Regions from separate parts of the Mus musculus genome. Here regions 1, 2 and 4 are each linked to region 3. Evidence: chromatin contacts called from public HiChIP or PLAC-seq and promoter capture Hi-C data. All regions are on one chromosome and are shown on one strand. Each heading gives the region's core, a stretch centred on a gene start, on an enhancer-like site or on the middle of the called end of the contact. The rest is flanking DNA. Distances are from core to core; before and after follow the strand shown. Region 1 holds the start of Kif6 (kinesin family member 6). Region 2 overlaps Daam2 (dishevelled associated activator of morphogenesis 2). Region 3 holds the start of Lrfn2 (leucine rich repeat and fibronectin type III domain containing 2). Region 4 holds the start of Treml2 (triggering receptor expressed on myeloid cells-like 2).

Region 1 (4,389 bases), core at 332-2,831, 680 kb before region 3:
TTTAATCCCAGCACTCGGGAGGCAGAGGCAGGTGGATTTCTGAGTTCGAGGCCAGCCTGGTCTACAGTTTGAATTCCAGGACAGCCAGGGCTATACAGAGAAACCCTGTCTCAACAAACAAACAAACAAACAAACAAACAAACAAACAGAACGTAAATTACCAGAGACAGATTCTAAATTATAAGATGACATAATGTTACATGTTTACATACACACAACACTGAAACAGAATAGAGACAAAACATTGTTAACTGTACACTTATTCTACACATTTATAAATACGAACCAAATTGCCTGAATATTCACTTTGGGAGTCAGAAAAAGCGTGTGTGTGTGTGTGTGTGTGTGTGTGTGTGTGTGTGTGTGTGGTGTGGTGTGTGTGTTGGGGGGGTTGTTTGTTTTCTGAAGAGAAAATGTTATCTTCAAAAGCCTTAATGAAAACTAAACTCAGTGCCTTGCACCCCACAAATAAGAGGCAGGTTTGGATGGGAGAGGGAGAAAGATGAGTGGGGACATGGAGAGAGTTCAAAAGCAATTAAAGTTCTTGATACAGATGCAAAATTAACATTTCAAACTAAATGCAGGAGTAGTGGTGAACACCTTTAATCCCAGCGTTTCAGGGGCAGAGGAAGACAGATCTCTCTGAATTCAAGTTCAACCTGGCATAGTGAGACCCTGTCTCAAGACGAACAAACAAATTAAAATTAAAAGTCAGTTCCTGCTATTCACAAGCTGGGCACCCTGGCCATTTTACTTAACCTGTCACACAGTGTCCTCATGTGTAAAATGAGGACATTGACAAGAGTCCCCAGCAGAGGACCAGAAATAAGCCAGAAAAGTCAACTGGGGAGTGGTGGTTTCTCCAAACAGCAGCTGTGACCATGCTCACTCTGGAGGCAGAGAGGGAACGCCTATCTTCACCACCTTGGCAAACTTCTGGATTTCGTACACACCTCAAGAAGGCTGATCAGTGCTTTTCGGGGAGTGGAACATGTTTCTTGTGTGGGGACACATGGCACACTTAACAATGAATGCACGTCGAAACAACAACAAAGCGAAACAAAGGAAAACCCCTAACAGCAAAGCAGTTAGGTAAGAAAACCAGCAGGCCACGAAGTCAAGTGTGTGCACGTTTCTGAAATTGTGTAATCCTGCTAGGAGGGTGCATCACAATACTTGCCCACTGGTCGCCCTACTGGGGACAGGTCAGCCCCTGTTGGGAGCTCCGTGTGCAGGGCTGGGAGGCAGTGATCCAGAAGAGTGCAAGAAATACAGAGCAGGTGAGTGTGCAAACATGTCCACGTGCACGAGTGTGCTAGAGTGTGCTCACGTGTACGGGGCGCGGGGCTGAGGTTGTGGGCGGGCTCCGTCCTCCCTCGGGGCTGCAGTGTGCGTGACCGCCCCGCGCCGACTGCCCCACACGACCCACACCCGGCCCGATGGTCCGTACCCCTTGCTGCTGCTTCCGCACGGTGGGCTTCACCCTAGCGAAAATCTGGATCGTCTGCTTCACCATCACCAGCGGAGACTCCGCACTGACCCTTGACCTTTCCGAGTCCGGACCACCTAAAACTTCCTATTCCCACCTCCCGCAGACACCGCTGCCCTAGCAACAGTAACCAAAGATGCTACCCAAGCAGCACCGCGGCCCCGGGTTCCCGCCTCCTATCCCTAATTGGTCGTGGACTAAAAGGAGGGGCTGAGGGGCGGGACCGAGCAGGGATCGCCGCGCATGTCCGTGGGAGATGCTCTTGGGATGTGGGTTAAAGAGTTTGCAAGCCCGAGTGTGTCTATTTCCTTAACAAGTCCTTCCGCATTCCTTAACTCCTGTACGTCTCTCTGAAGTCAGTCTGCCGTTTATCACGCATTGCAGAAATGACCTTTTTTGGTTGAGATTCCCAAGCTGCTCTGAGTTCACTGGGAAACCATTGTGTGATAAAGCAGGTTCTCAACAGAAAAATCCCAGCCCGAGGGCAAGGGCAGTGCTGAGCTCCCTGTGAAGAGACTGGTTCCCATGTGAAACGTCTGGAAATGATGAGTTCCTGGGAGACAGCCTCCGAAAGCGTGCCCAGCCTCTACTCACCAGGAAAATGCAAATTAAAACCAAACTGCAATGTGACACAGACTGATAGTGGCTGAAAACTTTGTGATATACGTACATATGCATATACATGCACATATATACATATACATGTATACATGGGACATATATGTGTGTGACATATATCATATACATACATATACACACATATATGTACACATGTGTGTGTAGGGGGGGACAATACCAGGTGCCAATGAAGATGGAGGCGGGGGAGGGAGATGAATCACCCTTGGTTCACTGGTGAAGTGGGTAGTATAAAATACTACAACCGCATTGAAAAAAGGAAGTTTGGCTATTTTTTTTTTTGTTGTTGTTGGTCTTAAACAGGATCGCACAGTGTAGTCTATAATGATCCCCACCTCACCATCCTTTTCCATCAGAATCCCAAGTTCTGAGGGCACCTTCATTTCCTTCTTCAATTTGTCTGGGTTTTGCTTTTGGTTTTTGTTTTCCCAGAGAACGGAAGGTACAGCTACTTTGAGACCCACCAGCTGCACTTTGGGGACATTTAACCCAGAGAAATGAAAACTTGTGTTCACAAGAAAACCTGTGTGCGTTTTCTTAATTGGCGATAGTCCCAACCTACAGGCAAAGCAGAAGTCCTTAGAAAACCGTTTTAAAATGAATGAACCATTGATAATATGCAATAGCCTGAATGAACCCCCAGAATTAAAACAAAATCAGAAGTTAAATATTGAATGAGTCTCTTTATGTAACATTCTCTGCACATATATATGCAGAGTCAAAACAAGGGAGGGATTTCACAGTACCAAGTGTTGGCACAGATGCAGAATATCTAGAACTCCAGTTGTAAGTAAGACAAGATGCACCCAACACTTAAAAAAAAAAACAGCCTTAGAGTTTCTTATAAAGTTAAGCATACCCACATCACATGGTCCAAAACAAAAGCACAGACACCTCGAGAGGAATTTTCATGGCAGCCTCACTAACAATCACCCAAAACTAGACGCAAAATCTTCTGTCCTTACAGACAAACAGCTGGTGCAGTCTGTTCAGTAAGAGTGGACTCCCGGTACCTATAGCTACGGCTCAAATGTTTTATGTCCAGAGAAGGATGATGCCAGCATCCACAGTTACATGCCGTCTAATGCCATATATACGATGTCCTAGATAAAGGAAACCCCTAAGGATCAAAACAGATGAATGCTTGCCAAGGCTGGAGTAGGAAGTGGAGTGGACTGCAAAGGAGCATGGGAGTGCCTGGAGTGAGTGTGTCTGTGAGGGGCTTCTGAGAGGGTTAGCTGAAGACCTCTCTGAGTGCAGGAAACATCCAATCCTGAACTGAACGGAAGTGGAAAGAAGAAAGTGAGATGGATACCAGCATCCATCTTTGTCTTCTTCCTGATCTTTCCAGATGTGAGCAATCACCCTTACTTTTCGGCCACCACAGCCAGGAGCTGTTCTCATTGCTGTGCCTTCGCCACCAAGAAGGGCCATAACCTTAAACCACGCTCCAAAATAAAATGTTCCTCAAGCTGCTTCTTGCCAAGTGCTTGGCCACAGCAACAATAAAACTAATGGCTAACACCTTCTGTGTGTGTGTGCATGTGGGTGCATGCACACTCATATTGTGCATGTGTGTGTGGGATATGTGTTCATACATATGAAAAACATATGACAACCTTGGCTATCATTCCTCAAGAGCCATCCACCTTGTTTTTTGAGACAAGCTCTCACTGCCTAGAATTTAAGGAGTGGCCTAGACTAGCTGGCCAATGAGCCCCAGGCTTCTATATACCATCATCTCCCTTACTCTGGGATTATAAGCATATGCCATTATGCCAAACTTTTTAAAAAAATATATTCTGGGGCCAGAACCAGAACCTCACAACCACATTCCCAGCTAAAGGATGTCCCCAGCCCTGTAAATACAGCCTTCTAAAGAGCAGAAGCTACCATTCAAGTGCTTAGAAGACATAATGAGAAGTGAAATTCTATAGCTCCTGGTGCCATACCTGTGATGCACAAACTTTAAATGGGCAGATAAAGACAATAGGCATTGTGCTGAAACACCCCACAAAATCCACAAGCATTCACACTCCAAATGGAAAAGGCATGGCATTGCCTGAAGACACCCAGCGTAGGACTAGCAGTTTGACCCTGTTCCTGCTTGTGGTATAAGTGGCTCCCAGGCCATGCCTCAGACAGTGTTCCTTAATTCCCCAGCAGATGGTTGTAATGGGAAGACAGGGGGCTCTGCGATTACATCCCCTAGCTTTGCTGACGTTGCCCCTGTCAGCTGGATTTCTACTCGATGCTCCTGTTGT
Region 2 (4,811 bases), core at 2,156-4,655, 590 kb before region 3:
GAGAAAGGGAGAGCTGGATCCTCACCTAAAAGAACAGGATTCCAAGAGGGGAGGCGTGGCTACCGGGGGTAAAGGGATACCCTGTTTCCAGAGTCAACAGTTTGGGACTGGGTTTTTTGAGCTACACTGCTTGCCACTGTGCACACACACACACAAAATAGCACCCACACCTCTGCTTTCTCTGTGTGGACTCTGTCTTACTTTTTTCGATCGCTGTGACAAACACCACGACCAAAACAACTTATAAAAGCATACCAATGAGAGCATTTAAGTTGGGGGGTCCAGGTCCATCACGTTGAGGGGCGTGGCAACGGGCAAGCAAGCATGGAGCTGGAGAAATGCCTGGGGGCTTCTCCTCAAATGCAGGTCAGAGAGGTGAGGAGGAGAGGGGGAGGGGGGGAGAGGGAGGGGTAGCCCACCCCCAGTGATCCATCTCTTCCAACAAGGTCTCACACCTCCCAATCCTTCTAAACAGTTCTACCAGCTGGGGGCCAAGTACTCAAACACAGGAGGGCCATTCTCATTCAAAGTACCCCAGAGGCTGTGGAAGTGCTTTGGGCTCTGAGCCAGTGGCAGGGCCCTTAGGGTTCCCACGCAGGGCTTCTGTAGTGGGTGTCTCCTTGTGAAGCTGAAATGTCCCCTCTCCCCTCTCCCCCCTCCTCCCCCCACCGCTCACATTTTTTACCTGAACATAAAATTTTTTTAAAGTTATTTATTTATTTTATATGAGTACACTATTGTTGTCTTCAGACACACCAGAAGAGGGCGTCAGATCTCATTACAGATGGTTGTGAGCCACCAACATAAAATCTTTTAATGTAGATGAGATCCCAGAGCAGCTGGTTTCAGAGTCACAGAAGAGGGGATCCCCCACCCCCACCCCCTGCCATGCTGACTCTTCAGCCCCTGTAAGCGCCACCTCAGGCCACCACCAGCCACCACCACCGCAGCAGCACGTGGCATGTGATAAAGTCTCAGTAAATGCTGATTGAAGGAATGAGAGTGAGCTGCCCAAATGACATGGTATGGTTCCGGTTTCTGCTTCCTCCCTTGAGGTGTCCAGGCCTGATGCATGCCTGGAAGGTGCATGCCGGTGGAGGAAGGATATAGTGAAGCCTGGAATGGGTGGGTCAGCCGAATCTTGGGGTGGGGTGGGGTGGGGGTGGGGGTGGGGGTAGAGTGGGGTGTCTCCTCTGAAGGTTTCAGTGCTTTCAGAAAACAACTCTCTCAGACAATACTCAGCAAAACAGCTTGTGTGCATACACTTTTTTCAGGGTGAATCGAGGGCCATGTATATATATATATATATATATATATATATATATATATATATATATATATATATGAACCTTGGAGAGTGGAAAGAGATTCTTGTTAGGGTAAAGTTTCATTGGCTGAGGTTTAAGGTTCTAGGGATAGCTCATTTGCATGGAAAGGCATTCCAGGAAGCTGAGCTTGCCATTTCTGCCAAGGATTAAGTAGCATTCTTCAGGTAGAAGATTGGGGGTTGGGCTCCCCAGATGAGGCAGAGAAGAAGCCCATCTAAGAAAAGGAGGTCTTCCATTTTGCACTGAGCTCAGGAACGCTGTCTGGACATGGAAGACTGCAGCCTCCGTAGCGAGGCACAGCAGTATGGAGGCCTGATAATTTTTCACTGCGAGGCTGCAAGCAGCTGGTGTTGGGGTCAGTTACTCATAGGCCACCTTCATGGGAAGGTATATGAACAAGCCACTCGAACCATCATCTCCCCTTCTCATACTGTGGTCCATGCAGGCGTTCAGAGGCTGGTGACTGGGACATCTCTCTTGTGCTCCAGACTGCTCTGGGTAGCGTGTACCATGCAGTTTTTTGTGTAGATGCAACCACATCTTGGCGCTGCCTTTCTGATCCTGGCCATTGTCTATGGTAGTGTGCGATCCCACAGCCGTGCACAGCGTGGTGGATGAAGTGTAACTGTGTGTGTGTCAGGGGAAGGGGAGCCAGTAGGGCAGGGCCTCAGTTTGTGCCACAAAGGATGCCTGTTCTGGAGGCTGAGAGATACCTTGTCTGCGACTCGATGAGGAGTTATCACCTTTGAAGCCTTTAATACTTGACTAGGAGGAGATTGGGCAATAGGAACTTTGGGGACTGCCAATGGGATACGAGAAGATCCAGAACTGTTTGGGTCAGTAGAGACTTGTCCTGCAGAGAATTTGTTTATTCCTTGGCACACTGAGGTGCGCTTTCTGAGGCTCTGGTGCGCATGAGTCTACCCTGTTCTAGTTCTTGACAAAAAAGGCTGGGGGTTGGCAAGCAACCCAGCTTCGTTCTGAGACAGGCTATTGTTGAGAGGCATGCCATTATGCAGGGTCCCTTACTGTACTGTCCCCCCAGGCTGCCTCTGCTTTCCAGAAGCACCCTGGTGTTGCCCTTCTCCAGTATCTGAAACTTGCTCCTTCCCAGGCTGAGTTACATGTCAGCCACCGAGGCTCGCTTACATTGCATTCCACGGAGCATTCAGAAACATTGCTGTCCCTCCTGCCTGCTTTCCAGGAGAGTGCGTGCAGTAGGTTCCCACTGCTGTATCCTGACTATGTGCAACACGCGGCCCAGAGACAGGGGCATCTGAGCTGGGTGCCTGGGGACCAGTGCTGGGTTTTCTTCATTTCTTTCTGTCGTTATGCCTGGTGTCACATCTCTTCCTAGTTCATCCAGGGAGAGGGATGAACGCTTCGGGGAGTTGCTGACAGACTAGAACTTTCTGAGAAACTAGAGACATGAAAAGCCCCTGGTGGGAGAGGTACCCTTTGTGACTTGGTCAGTAGAGGCTCTTTTGCCCTTGGACTCTCAGCCCTCCCAAGCTAGCAGGGGCAGGGGGGCTCCATGGCTGATGGGAGGTGGTCTCTGAACGAGTGTCTCCATGCGTGAGACCTACAATCTTCCTTTCTCTGAGTGGGGACATGATGATGTCTGAGGGAAACAGACCTGCCTCTGTAGCTGCCTGGCTCAGGCAGCCGGCTGAGCTGGAGGGAGAGCAGGCCGCCTGGGAATAGCTGAGAAGCATGTAAAGACCTTAGGTCTACATCCTCCAAGGCCAGGATGTGGCGTGGGACCCAAGCAGGCAGAAGTTCCCACCGCTCGGCTGGAGAGCTCTTAAATACTCCAGACCCAGGCAGCATCTCTCTGCAGGAGGGTGGGGGAGAGACATTAGCTGCCTGGGTCCAAACCACATCAGGACCAGGACAGCTCTGCAGTCACACACCTCTGATATTTTTCTTCCACCTGGACAGCTGCCAGGGGCCCAGCATCACTTTGCTCTGATTTGGGGTGGGAAGAGTTAGCGATGAACCCTTTTAGGCCCTGCCTAAGGCAGCATAACACTGGCCTTCTCTAATTAGCAGTCATCTGCTTACTACATACCCAGGATTTGAGCCAGCACCTCTACACATATCACATTACATAGTTGCCTCATTTACGTAGGGCTAGAGACATCAAATGAGTTAACTGGGGCATGGGTATCACTTGTCTAAGCTCAGACAGTTGCTAAGTTAAGTTTCCTATATTTGTCTGTATTTCAAGGGCCTGTCATGGGCTGGGCAGAGATTCTGCTCACTTTGGACAGCAATGAAAGCTGAGGAAAATGTACAGCAACACATGCCTGGGCTTTCCTCGGCATCCATGAATGGGCTGTATCAGGTTGGATTCACTGGGTTTTTGAGGGTGGACTTGCTGATGAAAAGAGACGATAAATGCATACGCTATATGGTTTTTCAAGTGTGTGGGAAAATGGAGAGATGAGAGGTTGACAGAGCTGGGGAAGGGGAACCCTGAGGAGCCTCTCTGAGATGACCTTATAGATGGTGTGCGCTGTTGACGACACTGTGATGGGTAATCGTGGCTGTCAATGTGACGGTATTGAGAGGCACCTGGAAGACTGGTAGGCGTGGCCTAGCTCTGAGTGTGCCCATAAGGGTCTTTCTGAGTGACTTAACTAAGGTGACTAGAATGACCCTGAGTGGAGGCAGTGACATATCAAAGGGTGGGATCCCAGATAAGAGAAAAGGTAAAAAGGAGCCAGCCAAAGGCCCAGGCATCCTCTCTGTTTCCTAACTGACATGCTGAGAGCTGTTCTGTTCCGCCATGTTTTCCCCCACATTATGCTCAAACCCTCCGAGACTATGAGCCAAAACGAATCCTTCCTTCAGCTGACTCTCTTGGACATTTGATAAGGAATGAATATCTCTCATGCACACATGCATGTGCACGCACACACATGCATGTACACACACGCATGCATGCACCAACTTGGTGTTCAGGAGGTGCCAGAGACTTCTCCAGCGGCTACATGTCACTCCCTCATCCTCAAAGTTACCTGTTGAGGCAGATTATACTATTGTTCTAGTCTTCAGATTGGGGAAATTCCGGGTATTTGTCACTTTTCTCATGAGTGTGACAAATGAGTCAGCATAAGAAACTCAGGGAAGGAAAGGTTTATCTTGGTTCCAAGTTTCAATAGGACTTTCAGTCCACCATCACAAGGAAGGTCACTGACAACTAGAATGCCACAGGGCTGTTTCTTCGCACGGGACAGGATGCAGAGAAAGGATGTCACTAGAAGCAAGTGGGCACATTCTTCAAAAATCTTTCCCTAGCATCTCACCAGCATGACCCACCTGGCGAAGGCTCTACGGCTTATCAAAGCTCACCATGGGTTTGTAATCAAGTGTTCAAAAGGTATACCCGTGGACTCACTTCCAGACACACGGAGGCATAGGGAGCTAAACTGGCTTGCCAAACATGTCACAGATAAGAAGTGGCACAGGGGCCAGATT
Region 3 (4,507 bases), core at 239-2,738:
GGCCCCCGCCCAAGTGCATCAACCCACCTCTGTCCTGAAACCTGGAACTCCACAGCTAGCTTGGAGGTTACCTGGTTACTTTCTTCCTTAGCTGGGTTTCCACTCTGCCCCAGGGGTCAGATCTTTCAAGCCACAGACAGACAAACAGACAGACAGACATGGACAGACACAGACAGACAGACAGACAGACACACATGCAAATGCACTGCTTTAACCAGGACAGAGGGCTAACATTTCTAGGCATGCATGTGGCTCCAGCTCAGAGGGACAGGCTCTGACAGCCCTCTCCCTGCAGGTGTCTGTCCGTCTGCAGCTGTTTCTGAGTGTACTTGGCATGAGTCGTGCTCGGTTCCTCTGCAGGCTTTGCCTGATTCCTGCTCTCTCTCTCTCTCTCTCTCTCTCTCTCTCTCTCTCTCTCTCTCTCTCAATCTCTCTCTCTTTCGATGATGTCTGGACTCCTTTCCCTGGAACCCAACGCTTCTGTCCTTTGTGCTCTCTGTGGGGAAGGTGGGGAGCAAGGCACTGCCCTCCTCCTGGGAGCTGTCTGCTGGTCTCGGTCTCAATTCTTGCTCAGGCCAGCCTTAGAAGCAGGGCAGGGCTGAGTGAGAGACAGAGGACTACCAACATGGGCATGGCTAACACCGGCTTACATACTGCTTTATCATGGCATTCTCAGCAACCCGAGTGGGCACACAGAGTCCTCCTGATCTTGGTTAGATCTGCCTGAGGCCAGGATAGGGTCCCTGCAACCATGCCTCCCTCCCCTCCTCCACGGCACTCCATCGCTGCCCCCCCCCCTGTCTCCACCCCACCCGTCCAGGAACCAAGCTCCTGAAGACCCCAGAATAGTCACCCAGACCTCAGCACCGTCCTAGCCAGGCCTGGCATGTGCTAACACGCAACAGCATGGTCTAGCGGCAAAGTTCTGCATTCAAGGATTGCCTTTGTAGGAGACTGAGGTCTCTTTCTCCAGCTTCCAAGCCTAACCCAGACCGGTCTGAAGCCTCACCAGGACCCGCTCTCCTCCCTCCCCATCAGTTTCTCCCCTTCCCCCACTCTATCAAAACACAATATAGAAGGAAGGATGGAATAGAGAAGGCATCCACAGGAGTCTATAGGATGGAGGAAGTCCGCAAGTGAGGCAGGAAAAGAGGCAAAGTTCCCCTGTTCCCCCAGGTGCGCACATCCCTGCGCCCATCTCCCGCGGACACCCAGCGTCGCCAAGACGCAGCAGCAGCGACAGCCACTCACCTGGGCAAGGCGGCATCTACCCGTGGCGGGGAGGCTCCAAGGCCGGCTCCGCAGGGCGCCCGGGCTCCTTGGCTCGGCCACGCATCCTTCCTGGCCGGAGACAGGCTCACGCTAAGCGCTCCAGCTGCAGCGATCCAGCGAAGGCAGGCAGATGGTGGCCTCGGACCATCCACGCGGGGAGAGCCCTGAGCAGCTTATTCAGTTATATCCATGGCATTTAGCAAGAAGAAGGGGCGGGAGGGGGAGTACAACTTGTGCTCTTCTCTTCCAGATTTTAAAAAAATAAGGGGGAAAAAGGATAAAAAAAGATAATCCCTTCTAGGAAGATGAGGGTAGGATTTTCCTTGTTGAAGAACCCCCCTGGCATCCCCAGGAACCTGCAGCCTCTTGGAATGTGGGATGTCTTCAAGTTCAGACCAGTCTGTCGTGTGTGTGTGTGTGTGTGTGTGTGTGTGTGAGCAAGGCACTCACACCCACAGGCACACACACACATACACTCCCCCGCACTCCCCGCATGCACACCACTGGCCCCCCCCACGCGTGCGCGCAAAGCGCTCTCTCTCTCTCTCTCTCTCTCTCTCTCACACACACACACACACACACACACACACACACACACACGCAGCGGTCGCACGCACGGATCTGTGAGGATGCTGTGCGGGTTATGCAGGCAGCTGCGGCCAGCGGTGCAGACAGCCTTAGAAACCCAAGGCGCCCCAGGACTCCGAGGCAGAGCGAAGCGCTCTGTCCCCGCCGGGCTCTCCAGCACTGCAGCCCCCAGTGGCCGCTGGCGGAGCTGCAGTAGCTCCGGACCCCAGATCCTGCTTCAGCCGGGATCCACAGCCCCGGAGGATCCTCGGTTCTAGCAGCGTTGGTTCGGAGTAAATGGGTTGGAACTGCAGCCCAGCGGGGCCGCGAGCCCTGAGAACCCCGAGGACCCGCTTGATCCGCCGCGCAGTGACACGACAGCTCCTGCGCACGGTTATCCCCGCGGCCAGGTCGAGTCCGTACTGCCGCCTCTCGTGCAGAGTACGCCTTGCACACAGCTACCAGCCCGCCGCCTGCTGGAGGAAAATTGGACCGCGTTGGCTCGGGGCTGCGGGTGGGGTTGGTGATGGGAGGATCGTGCCCACCCAGCCCTGAACCCAGCTAGGAGCCATCACTTTGGCTCCTATAGCAACCCGTGCTAGTTGCACACGACACACACGACAGACTTTTCCTGAACATTTCAAGACTGTCTAGGCGAATGGAAGCTCTTGTTTGACAGCCCAGCAGACCATCCTCCTCCACCCACCCTCACGTGACATAGTACGATTCCGAGGTTCTAGATTAAAGCGAAATGTCTAAGGCACGTGGTAGGTAGCAGAGTAATCACTCTGGGCTGGTCGTAGGCTTAGAATCACCAAACTAGTTCAGCAGAGTCTTAGTGGCCTCTGGGCTCTCAGTGGCCAGTTTCTGGGGAAGGTAAGCCTAGGGTTTGAAGTGCCGCCGTATATTTCCCTGTAGAGGACATGAACTGGGGAATGCCGATGTTGCTCCAGCTCTTAAAACCAAGGGCAAAGAGCATGCCTCGATTCATGTCTGCTTTCGCTTGTTCCGTGCACCTGTCCCAGATACCCACAGGGAGGCACATGTGTCATGTGGATTATGTCTCTGTGGTCCAACAGTGGCTCGGCTAGACAGGGCTGTACAGAAGAACCTGTCTCTTGCCTATCTGGGCACCCCAGCTGGGTGCATACCTACTGAGGCGCAAACAGCGAGGGAGGTCTCCTGCAGGGCAGGAAGGAAACTGTCAGATTGGTACGCCACAAAGACCCTTGGTGACAAGCTCTTCCCTGCAAAGATTCTGGGTAGCCTGACAGAAAGGAGGTATGGTTAGGATGCAGCTCAGGGTGTAAGGGGTGGGCTGGCCCTGGAAAGAGGGAAGGTGACTCCAGGAAAGAGGCAAGCAGGAGCAGTGGTAGAGGTGGGAAAGAGAGGAAGACATGAATTGCTGAACCTGAGAGAACATGAAGAAAAGAAGGGGACACAGGGGCAGGAAAGAGGCACCTGCTCAGAGCATTCCTCTTTGGTTACCTGGGTTTTGCATAGTGTCATAATTAAGAACTATATTACTATAATGAACATAATAATTTAAAAATGAAACTAAATAGAATAATTTTTAAGGTGGATAGAGTGGAGAGGGCATGCAGTCTGAGGTAATGTCTGAATTCTCCCGATGGGGCGGGGCTGAAGGCTAGACTACTCTAAGTAGACTCATCTATGAAAAGATGGCACTGGAAGAGCAAGGTTAGGCACAGGACCGGACAGAGCTGCATTGAGAAAAGGAAAGATGTTAGAAAGACAAAGACAGAATGGAAGGAAACAATAAAGAAACACTGGGTGTGGGACAGGGCACAGCTAAGACCTCGTTCCTGGAAGAAAGCCAACACAGCTACTCTAAAAGAGACAGAACCCAGGTCCTGAGTAATTTAAAGGATAATTCTATAGGGATTGCCTCAGCATGAACTGAGTTTGGGGACTGGACTTAGATGTCCTAGGAGTTTACTGTGGTTTTGAGATGTGTGATAGACACAGTGAGTCTCTCCCCTTACAGGGGTTGAATGTGTCTAAGACATTTCCAGCTGGAGGGACCTCTGAGCATCCTTGGAAGATGGGTGAGGTCCTGTATGTATGTAGGGAGATCAAGAGATAACCACTCTGCTGCCTATCTCTCTGCCCATGGGCCAAATGAAGACTTCTTGGGTCCTTGGGCGAACCCAAAAGGTTATATAAGAGTAGCTGCCTGGCTACCAACCACAGAGGTCAGCCAAGGGTAACTGAGGGTCATTCATTCTATGTATGTGGGAGGCGGAGGGGGCTGCACATAAGCCGTGTGTCAATAGATTCTTCTCTATGCCCACTCTTCTGAATAGCATGTGACAAACAGCTTCAAACCTCTGTCTTCTGTTTTCCTGGTCCTTTGCTGTGGCTAGACACCCCCCCCCCGCCCTGGAATCACCATGCTAAGTATATTAATATATTTTTAGCCTCTTTGTACTTTGTTTTCAAAGCTAAGATACTGAGATGCATATCCAGAAACGACTGCCCAGAGAATGCCCACTGGACAGACACTTTTAGATACATACAAGCATTCTTCTCCATTTCTGGGTGGTGGAGGATGGCTTGTGCTACATGCTGAACTTTAAGACTGTCCTCCACTCTTTAGTAAGACTCCAAACCCACTGTGGAGAAGGGTCAGGCTCGTTCCCACCCA
Region 4 (4,672 bases), core at 1,933-4,432, 630 kb after region 3:
CTGAGGCTGGTTTTGTTTGTTATTATATTCTCAAAGCCTGTATATAACAGTGCCCGGCACACCCTCTAAACTCGGTGAGTATATGACATTCAGATAACTGTATAAAACAAAGTAGGGTCCCAAGTCCCAAGTCCCAGCCTCGCTCTGCCCAAGGGCAAGGTCAGAGCCACAAAGAGCTTGCCCAAACCCATTTTCTTTGTCTGTGAAACCATGACAGGAGGATGTACACAGCAAAGAACCATTGTTCCATGATCCCGCCCGTCCAGGCTCTGCGCAGGTCTGCTCACCTGGATACACTTCCAGTTGGAAACCCACCAAAGGGTAGAAATGCCCAGCCGTGTTACGCATACACCAGTATCGTCCGGAGTCCTGAACTCTGAGAGCTTCCATGGTGATACGGACTACCTTGACCTTGGCATCATCCCGCAGAGAGTAGCTGGGACCCCTCACCCAGCTCCGGGTGAAGTTGTGGTCGCACTTCTTCTTCTTGACTTTGCACCAAGACTTGGCCTCAACTAAGTTCCGGCGGTTCTTGTAGGAGCACTGCACAGACAGGGTCTCGCCTTCACGCCGCCACACTTTCCTGTACAGGTTCTCATTGGAGTGACCTGGGGAGACAGGACTTTTCTGACCAAGGTCGGCCGAGAAAGAAGGCATCTTGAAAATGGAAGCTGGGGGTGAAAGGAGAGAGGGATGCTGCCCTGACTTCCCTGGAGCTCAGTGTGAGGCAAGAACATAGCCGGACCCTCCGAGAATCTGTCACAGAGAAACACAGCACCTCTAACCCCCAGAAGGTCTGCTCTGAGTCTGATGGAAGAGGCCCCCAGTTCAATGAGGGACACACTCCTAACACAAGAGCTCCACCAGACATAGTCTTGTTCCTCTGGATGTTTTCCACTCTTCAGGGATGCTCAGGATTTCAAGATCAATCCAGACCCTGCCTTCGGGGAGACAGATGCAGACACAACAGCTCATCAAGCTCTGGAACCAGAGAGCACAAACTACAGAGGCCAAGAGAAGGTCCCAGTATCCGGAAAAATGATGAAGAATTATTTCTCCCAATAGTAGTCTCCCTTCCTCTTTCTCTCCTACCTGGACACTCTCTTCTTTATGTCTTGTTTGGGGTTGTGGGGAACACCATGCCTCGTATCTCGAGCAGGGTAGGCAAGCACTCTAACCACTGAGCCACACCCCTGCCCCTATTGGATACCTTTTAAGTAGCACTCTCCATGGTCCTTAATTTTTAAATACCCTATATTAACACACAGATTAAGCACACCACACACACTTAAGTCCCATGGATGAGCCAGCCAACAGATACAGTATTCACTGTCCATCCAACTTTTTGTCATCGGGACTTGACTTTGACATCTGTAGATGCACCAGGCAAATCATGGCTGTGCCAGGATGCTTGGGGCCTGCGGACCACAGGCTGGCCATGGATGGTAGAGTCTCTATACCTAGGAGTGAGATGTGGCCCAAGCCTGTAATAGCATGAAGGAGACTGAAATAGGGGGATCCTGAGTTTAAGACTAGCCTGGGATACCTAGTGAGATCAGGCTAGCCTGGAAACAAAATCCCATCTCTAATTTGTACCTGTAACACCAGGGATGGGTTTGGGGGGGGGGGCAGGGAAGGGGGAAGGGGATGGACTGGAGTGCATACACGTGTGTGTATAACACACACAGAGAGAGAGAGAGAGAGAGAGAGAGAGAGAGAAAGAGACAGAGACAGAGAGACAGAGAGAATGAATATGAATGAAGACATGAATGAGTTCTGTGCCCTTCATAATCCAGTCTGTTGAAGAAAGCAGAGCAGGGCAATTCAAGAGATGGAGGGAGGGAGAGGGTACAGTGAAGACCCAGAAGCCACCTGCCCTTGTTTCCAACAGCTTGTAGCTGAAGCTCTAAGGTCTGTTCCTCCCTTGCCAAGTAAACAGAACAGAACAGGCCTCGAATTCACCTCGGCTCAGCCCAGGGTTTCGAGACCCTTCTCCCTGCAGAGTGGCAGAGACCTGGAAGAAGCCTTTTGGGGTCCCAGGTTCGTTTGTGCCCATGTATTTTCTGTCACTTGGTGAAGGGAGGGTTTGCCAGCCCTTACTCTAGCCAGAACAGAACAGGAAGTGGTAAGCGGTTGCCTCGGCAGTCAGGAAGGTCGAAACCAGTGAGCCCCTTGCAGAGTAGCCTCTAGTTGGGAAGGGCCTTTGGGGATTGGTTCCCTTCCAGTCAGAGCTGAGGGACCGGATGTGGCATCAGCATTCCGAGAAAACGAAATTTAAAGTGTGCAGACTTGATACAAGAACTCATACTGGCACCAGTCAGACAAAGGCCAAACAGAGGTCATTTCTGTGAGAAAATTAAATGCTCATTCTTCGTTACAAGGGAACCCACTAGATGAAGGCCAATATAGAGGATACAGCTACATCTTAGCCTGTCTAAGCTCTGCCTGGGGCCAGATATTAGCAGGGGACATTCTCACTGGTCTCTGGTAAAGACCGGTCAGCCCACCCTCCTTCCCCAACCCACAAAACATTAAGATAGTGGAACAAGAAGAGGCAGTGTGGGGTAGACAGGGGAAGTAGTCTTTCTCTTCTACCAACCCCACCCCCACCCCTGCCTCTCACCTGAGACACAGCCCTGTAGCCACAGCAGCAGCAGCAGCAACAGCAGGAACGTAAGAGGCCATGGCTCCATCCAGATGCAATGTCACAGTCAGCCCGGGGATCGAGGGGCAGGACCCACACTGATCCCAGGCATGCCACCTGACCTCCCAGGGTTGGACGGCAGGCTCTGAAAAACCACAGTTGCCTGTTTGGGGAAGTGAGCCCCTGTGGCACACAATGCCCCCAGTGGAGCCTATCACAATTGTGGGGAGAGAAAGTGAGGGTGAGGGCGAGGGCGGGAGCTGTCTGTTTCCGCCCTCTTCCTCAGAACTTCAGGCAGGTGTGGCTGCTCCACCCTGTCTTGGGGCCCCTGGGCCAGAGAAAACTCCAGAACCCCACAATGTCTGTGATTCTCTGCAGAAAACTGGATCCATCTGGGGTGTCTCCTCATTCACAGCAGCTGGTCCTCCACTCGGGGAACTGGAGGAGAGGCTTCTGGAACATTCTGTAGAGACTTCATGGGATCTTCTGGGTTCTGAGATTCAGGAGCAGGTGCTCTCTGGCAGGCCTTGACATACTCCTTCAGAAGGAAGGTCTTTAGTCTGGTAAAATGGACTCCTTCAGTCACCCTGACCCTCCTCTGTCCAGGCTAGTCACTTCAGTCACTCCTGCTCACAGTTGCAAATAACCTCTCACGGACTCACGTGCGGGCTTATTTTTGTCATGGGGGAAACAAGATGCAAATTTTAAAATTCTCTCTCTCTCTCTCTCTCTCTCTCTCTCTCTCTCTCTCACACACACACACACACACACACACACACACACACACGTGCGCGCAGCCTCTCCCTCTCCCCTCTCCTCCCCTCTCCTCTCCCCTCTCCCCTCTCCTCCCCTCTCCTCCCCTCTCCCCTCTCCCCTCTCCCCTCTCCCCTCTCCCCTCTCCCCTCTCCCCTCTCCCCTCTCCCCTCTCCCCTCTCCTCTCTCCCCTCTCCCCTCTCCCCTCTCCCCTCTCCTTCTCCCTCTCCCTCTTCCCGTATTTCCCTGGCTCTGTTTTTCCTGGTCCTAAGTCACCCAGCAATTTTCTCTAGCCTTCCACTGCTCCAAGGCTTCCAGGCTTCTTGAAGTGAGGTAAACCTTCCCCTCCCCCACCTCCTCTCAAATGACCCCGCCCTCAGAGCCCCTCCCTCCCCTTGTTCTGCAGGCTTAGGCCACCTTGGAGCACACAGTTCTGTCTCTTCAACTTCCTCCCCTCAACCATATCTCTCTTCTACAGCCACCCGGCTCTAGCTAAAATGACCCAGCATTTGGCCCAAGACTCCACCCATCCCTCTGTCTCCAAAGAATCAAAAGACTCTACTGATGTCCAACAGCTGTGCAACCTGCTCTTGTGGATTATGGAGGCTCAGGGGACTCCGTGATTATATGGGATCCCTCTACTTGTTTAGGACACTGAACAAAAAGTTCTGCCATTTGCACAGCCAAAGTCTTTACACGAACTTGAACTCCCAAGTCCCAGACCAAAGGAATTGTAGTTTTGCTCTCTTCAAATTTCTCACATTTTAAACTCATTCATTCATTCATTCATTCATTCATTCATCCATCCATTCATTCATTAGTTCTTACAGTGTGCTTGCTCTGCATGGCCCTGAACACTATGGGGAAAGGATGAAAGGGCTCTGATGTGACATTCAAAGGGACACTGAGACACATTATCTTTTGAGGGAGAGAAATGTATTTAATACTGTGAACAGAAGTTCCTGGAAAGATCTGCACCTGATGTTGAACCTTCTAGGAGGCTGACTGACTGACTAGAATGTCAGTTGACACATTTAGGACTCTGTTTTCTGTTTGTGAAGCCCACGCTGCTCCAAGCTGCCCCCACCTTGGCTGCTCAGCCAAGATGAATTGTACCCTAAACTGCACTCCCAAACCAATGAAGTTCACTGGCAAGACGGCTCAGCAGGTAAGGGGGCTTTTGAGAAGCCAAAGGACCTGAGTTCCATCCTCAGAGTCCCAGGGTTTGGTTTCAGACCCCAGAACAAACAACTGAGGTGCACAACTTATATACCA

The links. HiChIP or PLAC-seq counts read pairs in DNA pulled down with a chosen protein or histone mark. Capture Hi-C pulls out chosen DNA fragments and counts their contacts.
Region 1: an H3K4me3 HiChIP or PLAC-seq map of forebrain shows a contact between it and region 3, with 5 times the contacts expected there. The contact joins the promoter of Kif6 here to the promoter of Lrfn2 in region 3. A contact is called at or near these places in 1 of 484 Hi-C or Micro-C datasets (cortical neurons), 2 of 115 datasets of contacts at active chromatin or transcription factors (astrocytes and forebrain) and 1 of 9 other capture datasets (liver).
Region 2: a contact with region 3 is called in an H3K4me3 HiChIP or PLAC-seq map of forebrain, with 3 times the contacts expected there. The contact joins the enhancer-like site here to the promoter of Lrfn2 in region 3. A contact is called at or near these places in 5 of 39 promoter capture datasets (embryonic stem cells, hematopoietic stem and progenitor cells, liver and 1 more), 2 of 484 Hi-C or Micro-C datasets (cerebellar granule neurons and cerebellum) and 2 of 115 datasets of contacts at active chromatin or transcription factors (embryonic forebrain and forebrain).
Region 4: a contact with region 3 is called in a promoter capture Hi-C map of pancreatic islet. The contact joins the promoter of Treml2 here to the promoter of Lrfn2 in region 3. A contact is called at or near these places in 2 of 115 datasets of contacts at active chromatin or transcription factors (astrocytes and craniofacial prominence) and 1 of 9 other capture datasets (pancreatic islet).

What each region holds. Positions count from the first base shown.
Region 1 is chr17:49,612,364-49,616,752 of GRCm38.p6, reverse strand. It overlaps Kif6 (kinesin family member 6), which reads right to left and starts at 1,581. Exons shown (of 23, transcript NM_177052.3): 1 at 1,451-1,581. The coding sequence starts at 1,516.
Region 2 is chr17:49,518,350-49,523,160 of GRCm38.p6, reverse strand. All of the region lies in intron 1 of Daam2 (dishevelled associated activator of morphogenesis 2), which reads left to right. Among named protein-coding and RNA genes, the nearest start is that of Gm52301, 32 kb to the left of the region's middle. Within about 2 kb of position 3,405, at least 12 of the 459 cell types and tissues checked have an H3K27ac peak or open chromatin away from gene starts, as enhancers often do. A contact at or near this core is called in forebrain, where this site is marked.
Region 3 is chr17:48,929,563-48,934,069 of GRCm38.p6, reverse strand. Lrfn2 (leucine rich repeat and fibronectin type III domain containing 2) reads right to left here and starts at 1,488. Exons shown (of 3, transcript NM_027452.3): 1 at 1,252-1,488.
Region 4 is chr17:48,298,548-48,303,219 of GRCm38.p6, reverse strand. It overlaps Treml2 (triggering receptor expressed on myeloid cells-like 2), which reads right to left and starts at 3,182. Exons shown (of 5, transcript NM_001033405.2): 1 at 2,624-3,182; 2 at 288-608. The coding sequence starts at 2,693.